Regions from separate parts of the Mus musculus genome. Here regions 1 and 3 are each linked to region 2. The links are chromatin contacts, called in public Hi-C maps. All regions are on one chromosome and are shown on one strand. The core of a region is the stretch at or near the end of the contact, and the rest is flanking DNA. Distances in the headings are between cores, read along the strand shown. Region 1 has its middle 22 kb from the start of Gm40763. Region 2 has its middle 22 kb from the start of Phlda1. Region 3 overlaps Gm30624 (a long non-coding RNA gene).

Region 1 (3,436 bases), core at 788-3,287, 130 kb after region 2:
ATTCATTGCTTAACACTCATGCTGTCACAAGGTGTGTTCTTACACAGAAAGAGAAAGAATGAAGAAGCAACCTATCTGGGGTAAGAAGAAACATAGAAACACAAGAAAACATCTCTTGTTTGCATTAAGCCAGCAAATAAAGTCTCTTAAATCCTAAGTTACACCTATGTTTGGGGATGAACAGTTTTTGAGGACAGGGACATCAATGGCTGTTGTGTTGGTCTGCTGGAAACACCACAGCACCAGAGTCTGTGTGGCTTAAACAATAGAAACTCTATTTAAAAAAATAGAAACTTTTTCTTGAATTTGGATGCTGCAAATCCAAGATACCAGTGTCAGCTGGGTTGGTTTCCTCTGAGGCCCTTTGCCTTAGTATACAGTGTAAGATCCAAAGTTAACCCACTGAAGGACCAGGTAACTTCTAGAATGCTGGGGGTTGTAGTTCTTGGAAAATATCAAATCCTCATGGGAAAATATGGCAGACTATTGGTTTGCCTTTATAAATCCCTGTAAAATGTGTCTCAGGGCTACTCAGCTAGAAATTCCAGGGAGTAGTCTTGACCAACACCCATCCTGGTCAATATTTAATTAAAGTTTGTTTCAGATGGGTCCAGATGGTGAAACTGGCTCTTCTCATGAGAATCTCAGGATTAACAATAGATATATGTCTGTCTTTACTCTAAGTAGGTGTTCTGGTCTCTTTGTATAAAGACTCCAGTGATGTTGAATTTGGGCCCATCATAATGACTTTGTTTAACCTTCATTACCTCTTTAAGGATTTTTCAAATACAATCATGATCTGAGGCACTAGAAAATGAGAGTTCAGCCGGGCGTGGTGGCGCACGCCTTTAATCCCAGCACTTGGGAGGCAGAGGCAGAGGCAGAGGCAGGCGGATTTCTGAGCTCAATGCCAGCCTGGTGTACAAAGTGAGTTCCAGGACAGCTAGGGCTACAGAGAAACCCTGTCTTGAAAAAACAAAACAAAACAAAAACAAACAAACAAAAAGAGATTTCATACAGGACTTCTGAGAAGATTGTATTTGATCTGTAACAGCTATAGAACCATGCTTACTATTCTGTATGTGCCAGTACTGATTTGAGTGTGTGTGTGTGCATGTGTGTGTGTGTGTGTGTGTGCATGTATGTGTATGTGTGTGTATGTGTGCATGTGTGTGTGCATGTGTGTGTATGTATGTGTGTGTGCATGTGTGTGTATGCGTGTATATGTATGTGTGCATGCGTGTGCATGTGTGTGTCTGTGTGTGTCCTCTCTGAGATATTTTTTCTACACTTTTCTATGTCAGGAGTGATATCTAAGACTTTGATCCAATAGTCTAACGTTGTAGGCATTTCCATCTTTTTACACTATAGCATGACGGCACCACCTACAAAGTTCTTGCTTCTGAACTGTGCAATAAAGTTACAACAAGAACAAAAAAATCTCCCAACATTTTGTGTAAGTTTATACTTTTGCCTTGGGCTGCATCTATGTCTGTCCTTTGTCCTGTGTGGCCACATGAAGCCCTTGGGCTGTAGGTTGGATGCTCCTGGATTAAACAAATGCTGTGTTTCGCTATTCACTGATCTCACTTTGCACCAAGAAGAACTCGGGTGGGAAGGGTCCCTGAAAATCTCCCAATTGTGAGGAGGGTATCCCAGCCCTAGTCTGGTAGCCTAGGAAAGGAAGCTCAGAACTGGTGATTGACACAGTGACAAATGCCAGGTCATTTGGGGGAATATATGTCAGAACTGAGAATCATGTCTACTTGTTCAGAACTTCCACAATCTCCTTTCTAGGAGGGCAGAGATACTGCAGTTTCACACTGCAGATTCACACTGCAGTTTCTAAGAGCAGTTTGGGTGGATACTACTTCTCAGGAAAGACGTACGGAGTGGGGGACGAGAAATGCGGTATTCCAGGTGAGAAGTGGAACGTGGATGTCAGTAAAGTGTCTGTCTGCTGCACACTGCCCAGTCTGCAGGGTGCCATTACACTACTTTCCATGGTGAATCCATGGCTCTCTGAACAATCCCGGAAATAACAAGGCGTCTCCACTACATCGGCAACTTATTTACTAGCTTCTCGGGAATGATACCGGGTGTACTCACCGGCAGGCAGCTTTGTAGTTACAAAGTGATTTGCTGTTATTTTGATTTGAGCTCTCTCCAGCAACTCAACTCAGGGTGGCCACTGAACCTTGCTCAACTCACTCAGCAAATACTTCAAGTTTAAAGATATCAAATTAGCCCAGAAGATGCTCAAGGCGAAATAGAGAAGGAAAACTGGAAACTGAAGAGAGCACCTCTATTGTGCCTGTGGGTCTGCTCTGTCCCCACCCCCACCCCCAGGGTTCTGGGAAGCAGAATAATGAAGGGAATTCCGTGATAAACATGACATTTTCTATAGCCATTTCCTGAAAATGCAAGTCATCGAATTAGGAGAAAGACACGGTAGGAAATCGGAGAGGCTCGTGCTCTGTGCCAGGGTTTTCAGGCAAAGGTCTTGGATCAATTCTCTGTAACACATTTGTACTGACAGCCATGAAAGGATTCAGCGTGGTGAATCAGACAGCTGCTTGAACAGAGACGGCAGAGACGGGCTTTTTCCTTTTTCTCTTCTTTCTCTTTCTTTCTTTCTTTCTTTCTTTCTTTCTTTCTTTCTTTCTTTCTTTCTTTCTTTCTTTCCTTCCTTCCTTCCTTCCTTCCTTCCTTCCTTCCTTCCTTCCTTCCTTCCTTCCTTCCTTCCTTTCTTTCTTTCTTTCTTTCTTTCTTTCTTTCTTTCTTTTTCCTTATGAGCTGACAAGTTAGCCAGGAACAAAGCATGTTTGTAGGAAGTAAATCGCTGCCAGTTTTAATCCAAGCTTCTCCTTCAGCTGTAGCCGGGGACAACTGAGCTTTCAATGTTCCTCATGAAGTTTGTCCTTTTGGATTTTTGGTCAGAATGAAATCTGGGATTTGGTTTGGCCTCAGTGCTCCATTTCCAAAATGTCACCCAAATGGATAAAACCAAAAGCCACACTGGTTGTTTTCGTTTCCTGCTGATTGTAACTTTTCCAGCCGACACTCTGCACAAAGCAAGCTGTCTCGTGAAGGGCATTTAGGTTTCTGACTCCAAGATGGAGCTTAAAGAGAGTAGATAAACAGCTGGCATGTTAGGATTCAGAAGTGGTTTTAAAGACTTATACTAAGATGTTGAAGTAAACGATGATCCCAGGAGAGGCTGGCCCTCTGGTATGTGGAGAGAGTCGAGGGAGGGAATGGATTCCATTGGATGAGCGCATAGAGCTGTGTCTTGGATCTGGTTGCTTTAAAAATGGAGATGTTTCTTTTAAGAAAATTTTCTAGATAACAAAATAAAATTTCTTTGAGAGACGTGACAAGGAAACCTGATTCTGTTGAGAGTCATTTACTGATGGATTCAGAGAGAAAGGAGACC
Region 2 (3,397 bases), core at 712-3,211:
TTTTAATGATTCTAATTGTATTCATGTAGAGACAGGCTGAGGCTAGAGTCAGAGACAATGACAGCGACGTCAGACACGGGAGAAGACACTGCATGGGACGGGTATTGCTGAGGGGAAAGCTAACTGATATGGCTAGCTGGATGCTGCTTCATCTCCCAAACACCCCAAACTGTCTTTACTTTTCATATGATCCCATGGAATTTGGTAGGCTAAGATTTCTTTGAAGTAGATTTTTAGCTAGGTTGTGTTTTGCAGCTGATGACTCGGGAGCGAGACTTTCGCAGGTGTGGGAGGTTCCTTTGATGTCTAATGCCCCTGTTTCTGTCTCCCTTCAATACCGCCCAGCCATTTGCTTGCACTAAGTATGGATATCAATTTTATAGCCCAGGCATGGTAGTGCACACATGCATTCTTAGCACTTGGAGTGCGGAGGCAGGGGGATCGGGAATTCAAGGTCATTCTTGGCTACATAACAAATCTGAGGCCAGCTTGAGCTACATAAGACCCTGTCTTATAGACAACAACAATAACACCCCCAGAATTTTTATTTAAAGATTTCTTTAGCTAGATAGTGAGTTGGGTTTATCTGGGAGATGACAAGCTGGTTTTGTAGAGCCTCCCCCTCCTTCTGTTACATATTAGCCTCCCCTTCTTTCTGTACAGTAAGGAACACGCCCACATTGCTAACAGATGGTCGACCTGAGGGATTGGCACACAACAGTCCAGGCTTGAACCCGCCCACAACCTACTTATCCATTTTCTTGTCTATGGCTATTTCTGCACTATCGTGGCAGAGCCAGCCAGTCAGGTGAAGCCAACAGGCCTGGCTACCCAGCATGATCTGTGCAGGTCCGCAGATGCAGTTTCAAAAGGACCATGCTTGCTACAATGTTCTCCTGTCTTTAAATTTTTAGTAATTTTGGCTAAAGATTTCCACTTCTTCCTTCCATTGATTCTTTCTGCATTGGGACCTCCAAATTATATAACTTCTCTTGGCAACAGAGACTACAGAGCCAAGTTATTAAAATTAAATTAAAAATTAAAGTATTAGGTCCTTAACAGAAACGGTCCAGTTCTTGACTTCCTGGACCATCTGTTTTCTTCTGTTTGTAGTTATATCAACATTCCATGTCTGCATCAATTGGTTCAAATAGCCGTGGCTTGAGAATATTTGGGATAAAATTCCTGTTCTGACCATGTACACATTTTTTTTCCCTCGTCATTGTTTCTAACCAGTACAATAGAGCACAAGGGTGGCACTGTGCTGTGCTATGAGTCACAAGGAGAGCAGGGTTGATCTCAAGGATATTGGAAGTTATGGGTGTGCTATGTGCAAACGTTACGTACGTAATCTTACATACGGAACTAGAGTGCTTGAGATGAGACCTTACACTGTAGCCTCACTGACACCAAGATCTGATTACACTTAATTAATATGCTGAGTGAGACAGGGTACATATTCAAAATATCAATACTTGAACCTGACCGCAGAGATTCTGGGTCATTGGAGGTCTAGTGTAACACAAATATCTTCTTTTCAAAAAATCCTAATGTTGTGCTTAATGTTGTGCCAGGGGGTGGTGGTGCATGCTTTTAATCCTAGCACTTGGGAGGTAGAGGCAGGCAGATTTCTGAGTTCAAGGCCAGCCTGGTCTACAGAGTGAGTTTCACTCCGACAGCCATGGCTACATAGATGTTCAGCCTTAAAAAAAAAAAACAAAAAAAAAACAGAAAACCAAACCAAATAAAAAACCAATACACCCATCCATCCATACACAGACAGACAGACAGACAGACAGACAAGACACACAGACAGACACAGACAGACACAGACAGGCATACACTACACAGAGAGAGACAGACAGACAGAATGATACCTGCCCACATAGACAGAGAGACAGACAGACCCTACCTACTGTTGGTTTCCGTGTGGCTGCTCCCTTGGCCACACCCGGAGGAAACCTGGCCCCCATTACCTCATCTTTACTCTGTCTCATTAGAGTCTGACTGGTTTCCTCTACCCCAGCCCTTCCCTTTTCCAGCCCGTTTTTAAGTTGGTGGCCAGGTTAATCACCTCCAAACATTGCTTTTTGAATTCTTAATCCCTGGCTCTACATCTTTTAACTAATGACCCGATTCCCACAGAAGAGAGCCCCAACTTGTCTGTTTGACATTGCGTGGCCTCCCACGCCGGCTGCCACAGAATACCATTTTAAATGCTTTCTTGTCCCGCTCCAGTGCAAAGGCAGCGAACGGCCATGAAAGGCAGGTTTGATTGCTCACGCCAGTGTTGCTGTTGCTTGCTTCGGAGGAACTTAGAATCTTCATCTTGAAACTAGAACTTCCAGGTGGTGCCTTTAATCCCAGGCAGGGTTGGTTGCACAGAGAAACCTTGTTTCAACAACACTCAGCCCTGCATCCCACCCCCCTGCCCCCATAAAGAAAAAGAAGAAAGAAAAATGAAAATGGAGCCAGTGTAACACAGAGAAGTGTGTATCTCTGCTGTGCGTCTCCCCCAACACATGCTAGTTCTAGCCATGGGGAAACAGGCGCACCTCACCTGGGGAACATCTGATAATAACAGTGCTATTCAAGTGTTAAGCAGGGACACTAAGGACACATACACAGGAGGAGATTAAGGGTCCTATAAACACAATATGGGATCCTAGGTGGGACAGAGGACGTCTGTAGAAAACTGTGACTTCTGAAGATCTGCTTTGTCGTCCATGGTGATGTGCAGATATTAAGTCCCTGCCTCTGATGACTGTGCTGGGCTATGTACCTCAGGGGAAGCAAGGTGAGAGACAGAAGGACATTAGCATTTTGTGTGTGTGTGTGACTCACATAAGTCTAAAATTAGCTCAGTATGAAAGGTTCAACTGATATAATTATGTCTACATTACGAGAGAAATGACAAGGTCATTAGCTATAGTCCTGAGGACATTTACTGGGTACTAGATACAGAAAGTTTGATTGCATGCAGTTAGTCATGGGAGCGAGACCGATGGTCTGGGTAACATCTCAGACTTAGTGAGAGTCCATGGATTCCAACAAAGTTTAGGTTTGTTTTTGCTTTGGCTGTTTCTGTTGCTATAGTCGGATACCGGATCCTGAGAGTGTTGCTCCGTAGTGGTAGAGCATGCATAGAAAATGACTCTGGGAGGCACTAACCAGTCAAACCATACCACACTTGTTCTGAAATAATTCTACTTCCTGCAGTCTCCACGAAGCCTTCTGGACCCTCATAGCTTATCCTGCACTTCGGGAATTTCATTTGTCCTGGGGTTCCCGTTCACTCACCACTCACTCTGTCTGACTGGCCTTTGTTCCTTTGCTCGGCCTTGCCATCCCAGCTAGGAATAAACTCCTTGAAGCTAAGAACAGGATTTCACAGACA
Region 3 (3,181 bases), core at 151-2,650, 160 kb after region 2:
TAGCCTGGGGGGGGGGGGGGAGTTTTGTTACTCTCTCGGAAGTGGCCCTAACAGAACCTTGGTACCATCATTTGGTGATTAATTCTCTCTTGACTTTTAAGGGTGGTTTGAGGCTATACCTGGCTTGGTTTTCCAAATTAGACTAGTTCTTTTGACCTTGCATATAACTCAGCCTGAAGAATGAGCCTCTTCTGTGGTCTTCTTCCATTTTGAATTGGATCTTAAACTATTGGTTGTTGAGATCAAAACATATTTTGTACCATAGTTTAACCTAAGTTCTCTTAGCAAGTTTCCATTACAAAAGGGTTTTGCTTTGTTTTGTTTTTTGCCCAGTAGATGTACAAGCAAATATAGACCATTTGCAAAGCTACTATATATATATATATATATGTTTGGGTTTGTGTGAGCTTATATATATACATGTTTATGCAGTCCTCTAGGACTGGAGATATAGGCAATTGTTGGCTTGCTAATGTGGACTCCAGGAACTGAACTTTGGTCCTCTGCAATAGCAGTAAGTGTTTTTAACCACTGAGCCATCTCTACAACCCCAAATGGGCAGTTGTTTTGCCACATTTTATAGTGGGAGTCATGGGCAATGGAGAACACACTGTTTAAAAGAAAAAAGCCAGTATGAACATTTTATGCTGCCTTTCAAGCTCTAAGCTCTAGTGCTCAGGCTGAGTCCCTTGCGTCACAAAGCTCCAGGTTGCTCATTGCTGCTGTTCCAGACTCAAGTTTCTCTACCTTGCTAGGATTAAGCTGTATTGGCAAAGTTCCATTGAGGCAGTATCTTACAAATTGGATCATGTCAGATATATGCCATTACTAAGTAATTTCAGGGAAAGAAGAGATTAGAAGATTTTTAAACGACAGGACAACATGTCCTCCTTCAGCCCTGGATATCTCATTGAATGTCTCCTCCTCTCTCTCTTCCTTCTAAGAAGAGGCCATGAATTTGAAGAAAGAGTGGAGAGGAGTGTATGTTAGAGTTTGGTGCAAGGAGAGGGAAGGAAGAAACATAATTATATTATAATATCAAAATTGACAAGTAAATACCGATTTGGGGGGTGGGGGGAAGAAGTATCTAAACTGAGACTTGAGCTTGTAAACCATCACTGTCCGGGGATAGCCAGGAAAGCAGCAAGATGCAGCTGTTTTAGGGTGGCCCAATACAGAAGAGTAAGCCAGCCACATAGTCTCCTAGTTTTGCTTGGTTTGTAATCACATCGGGTTCACGAGCACAACTGTTTAAACTTGCTGTTCCAGAACCTCATTAATCTTTGCTATCCGTTCATCTCCTGTTTCCAAATATGAGCTCACCCCGAGGTTCTGCCCAGTGGCGAGCAGCTGGGAAGCATCCCCTTCTCTCCATCTAAGAGAGTCAGTGTGGAAGGCCCTCCCCCACCGTGCTCCGAGCTGGGGCTTGTTTCTGAGCGAGATTTTTAGAATGAATCACTGTGGAGTGTGGGGATTTGGTGTGGGTTACTAGCCAAGCAATTATCTGACCGTGTTTAGTTCAGAACTGCAGACTTTGGAAAGAACTATAGCCCATGCCCTGGAACATGAGCTTATCACAGGACAAGATCAGAGTTATGGATCCTAGTTGTTCTTTTTTTTCAAAACTTTTGTATGTCTTTCTCCCCAGCTGACCTCCCAAGTATTTCAAGGGTGACTTGGGGTAAGATTCAAAGCCATAAACTAAGGAGTAATTTAGAGCTGGATTTTTCAGTAAGGGTCTAAATTCCTCTCTTTGTTCTCCAAAGATCTGTCTGACTTTCCTTTGCCACCTCAGACAAACAAGAACACTGATCCGTTTGGTCTCATTGGCCAAGGGTCTCATCCCTCTGGTCACACAGGTCACTTCTGGACCATGAGTTGTAAGTTATATTGCTGACATACATTTCTGAAGATTGACCATCTCTTGTTTTAGTTTTTCGAGGTAGGACGCTGCATTTGGTTTTGCGATGGTCTTTTTCTCACTTTCTTTTGGAAGATGTTTCAGCTAATTGAACCCTCAGGAAGTCCTAGCTGTTATCCCTTGTTGGACTTGTGATGGAATACCATGCAAAGTGGCCTTCAGGTCTGAATGCTACAGAGGCATTTAATAATGAGACCCTCTCAGAGACTGAGAAAGTTGAATTCATCCAGCTGACTTTACACCGGCTGAACTGAGAGCTGAAGGAGCATGCTCAGATAGAATACACTAGAGTATTTCTCCCAAAGAGGAGAGAAGAGCAAAGGGAACAGTTCTCCCAAAGTGAGGTTAGTTGAGAAAGCAATGGCAAGACGAGGAGCACCCAAGGAGCTTGCAGGAAGTGATGTGGGGACTTGAGTTTTATTTTGTATTTGCTTATACTTGTACATTTTCAACTGTGCCAGTAGCTCTAAAAACAAGCAAAAAGGAAAAACCCCTTTTGCAGAAGGAAAAGTTGAGGATACAAGGACATCTATCTTCCTCTTCTCCCTCCCCAGGTACAAGCTCACGGAGTATATAATGTAATAAGTAAGACGAGTTGTTGTTCTTTCTGGGGGCCCATGCTTCATGCATTACAAGCATCATTTAACTCTTCCCTATAAGGCAGGTATATAAACATGCCATTTTAAAGACTCTAAACCTAAGGGTCAAAGGAGTTGAGTTGTCCATGGTTGCGTGACTCGGAAGCAGAAGAACGGTTCTCCCTGATTTAAGCCCACTCTCTTAGAAACATGTCTGCCTTCTTGGCTCAGGTTGTCAGTCCTGTGTACTTTTGGGAACCAGTGCCCTGTCCAGGTATCACAAAGTGATGAGGCAGCTTGAGGTCAACAAGGAGGACAGAAAGTCACCTCTGAAACACACCACTCACAGCTCAGCTTCCTCTTGCAGGGCACAGGATGCAGACCTTTTTCAAAATAAGACCTTTAAGATGAGTTACTTGGGAAAATGTGTGGTAATAAGTATGACACTGAATGATGTGCAGGGTGCCCATGGATTTCTGAGGTAGTGTTTAAAGACACATGGAGGACCTTAACAAGTACCATAAAACTTCATGGCAGAAGAGAAAACTATGAAGGGTCAAAGGGTATTTATATAAGTATTACGATTCTGACTGACAGTGATGCTCAGAATTTAACAGGCTTGCTCAGACTTGACTGGACCTCTATTGTGCTATTTGAAGAATGCAGAGCTACTGTGTCTCAG

What was found. Hi-C and Micro-C count contacts between places; a contact is called where the count stands out from the background.
Region 1: a Hi-C map of nephron progenitors shows a contact between it and region 2, with 1.9 times the contacts expected there. The contact joins two enhancer-like sites. A contact is called at or near these places in 3 of 15 datasets of contacts at CTCF or cohesin (CD8 T cells, the G1E-ER4 cell line and pro-B cells), 30 of 484 Hi-C or Micro-C datasets (the G1E-ER4 cell line, the NIH/3T3 cell line, Sertoli cells and 17 more) and 10 of 115 datasets of contacts at active chromatin or transcription factors (embryonic basal ganglia, embryonic hindbrain, embryonic limb bud and 6 more).
Region 3: a Hi-C map of nephron progenitors shows a contact between it and region 2, with 2.0 times the contacts expected there. The contact joins two enhancer-like sites. A contact is called at or near these places in 10 of 484 Hi-C or Micro-C datasets (the C2C12 cell line, the MC3T3-E1 cell line, the N1E-115 cell line and 5 more) and 12 of 115 datasets of contacts at active chromatin or transcription factors (embryonic basal ganglia, embryonic hindbrain, embryonic limb bud and 7 more).

What each region holds. Positions count from the first base shown.
Region 1 is chr10:111,656,609-111,660,044 of GRCm38.p6, forward strand. No RefSeq gene overlaps it. Among named protein-coding and RNA genes, the nearest start is that of Gm40763, 22 kb to the left of the region's middle. Within about 2 kb of position 2,038, at least 26 of the 459 cell types and tissues checked have an H3K27ac peak or open chromatin away from gene starts, as enhancers often do. A contact at or near this core is called in nephron progenitors, where this site is marked.
Region 2 is chr10:111,526,515-111,529,911 of GRCm38.p6, forward strand. No RefSeq gene overlaps it. Among named protein-coding and RNA genes, the nearest start is that of Phlda1, 22 kb to the left of the region's middle. Within about 2 kb of position 1,962, at least 35 of the 459 cell types and tissues checked have an H3K27ac peak or open chromatin away from gene starts, as enhancers often do. A contact at or near this core is called in nephron progenitors, where this site is marked.
Region 3 is chr10:111,688,476-111,691,656 of GRCm38.p6, forward strand. All of the region lies in intron 2 of Gm30624 (a long non-coding RNA gene), which reads left to right. Among named protein-coding and RNA genes, the nearest start is that of Gm30624, 5.0 kb to the left of the region's middle. Within about 2 kb of position 1,401, at least 34 of the 459 cell types and tissues checked have an H3K27ac peak or open chromatin away from gene starts, as enhancers often do. A contact at or near this core is called in nephron progenitors, where this site is marked.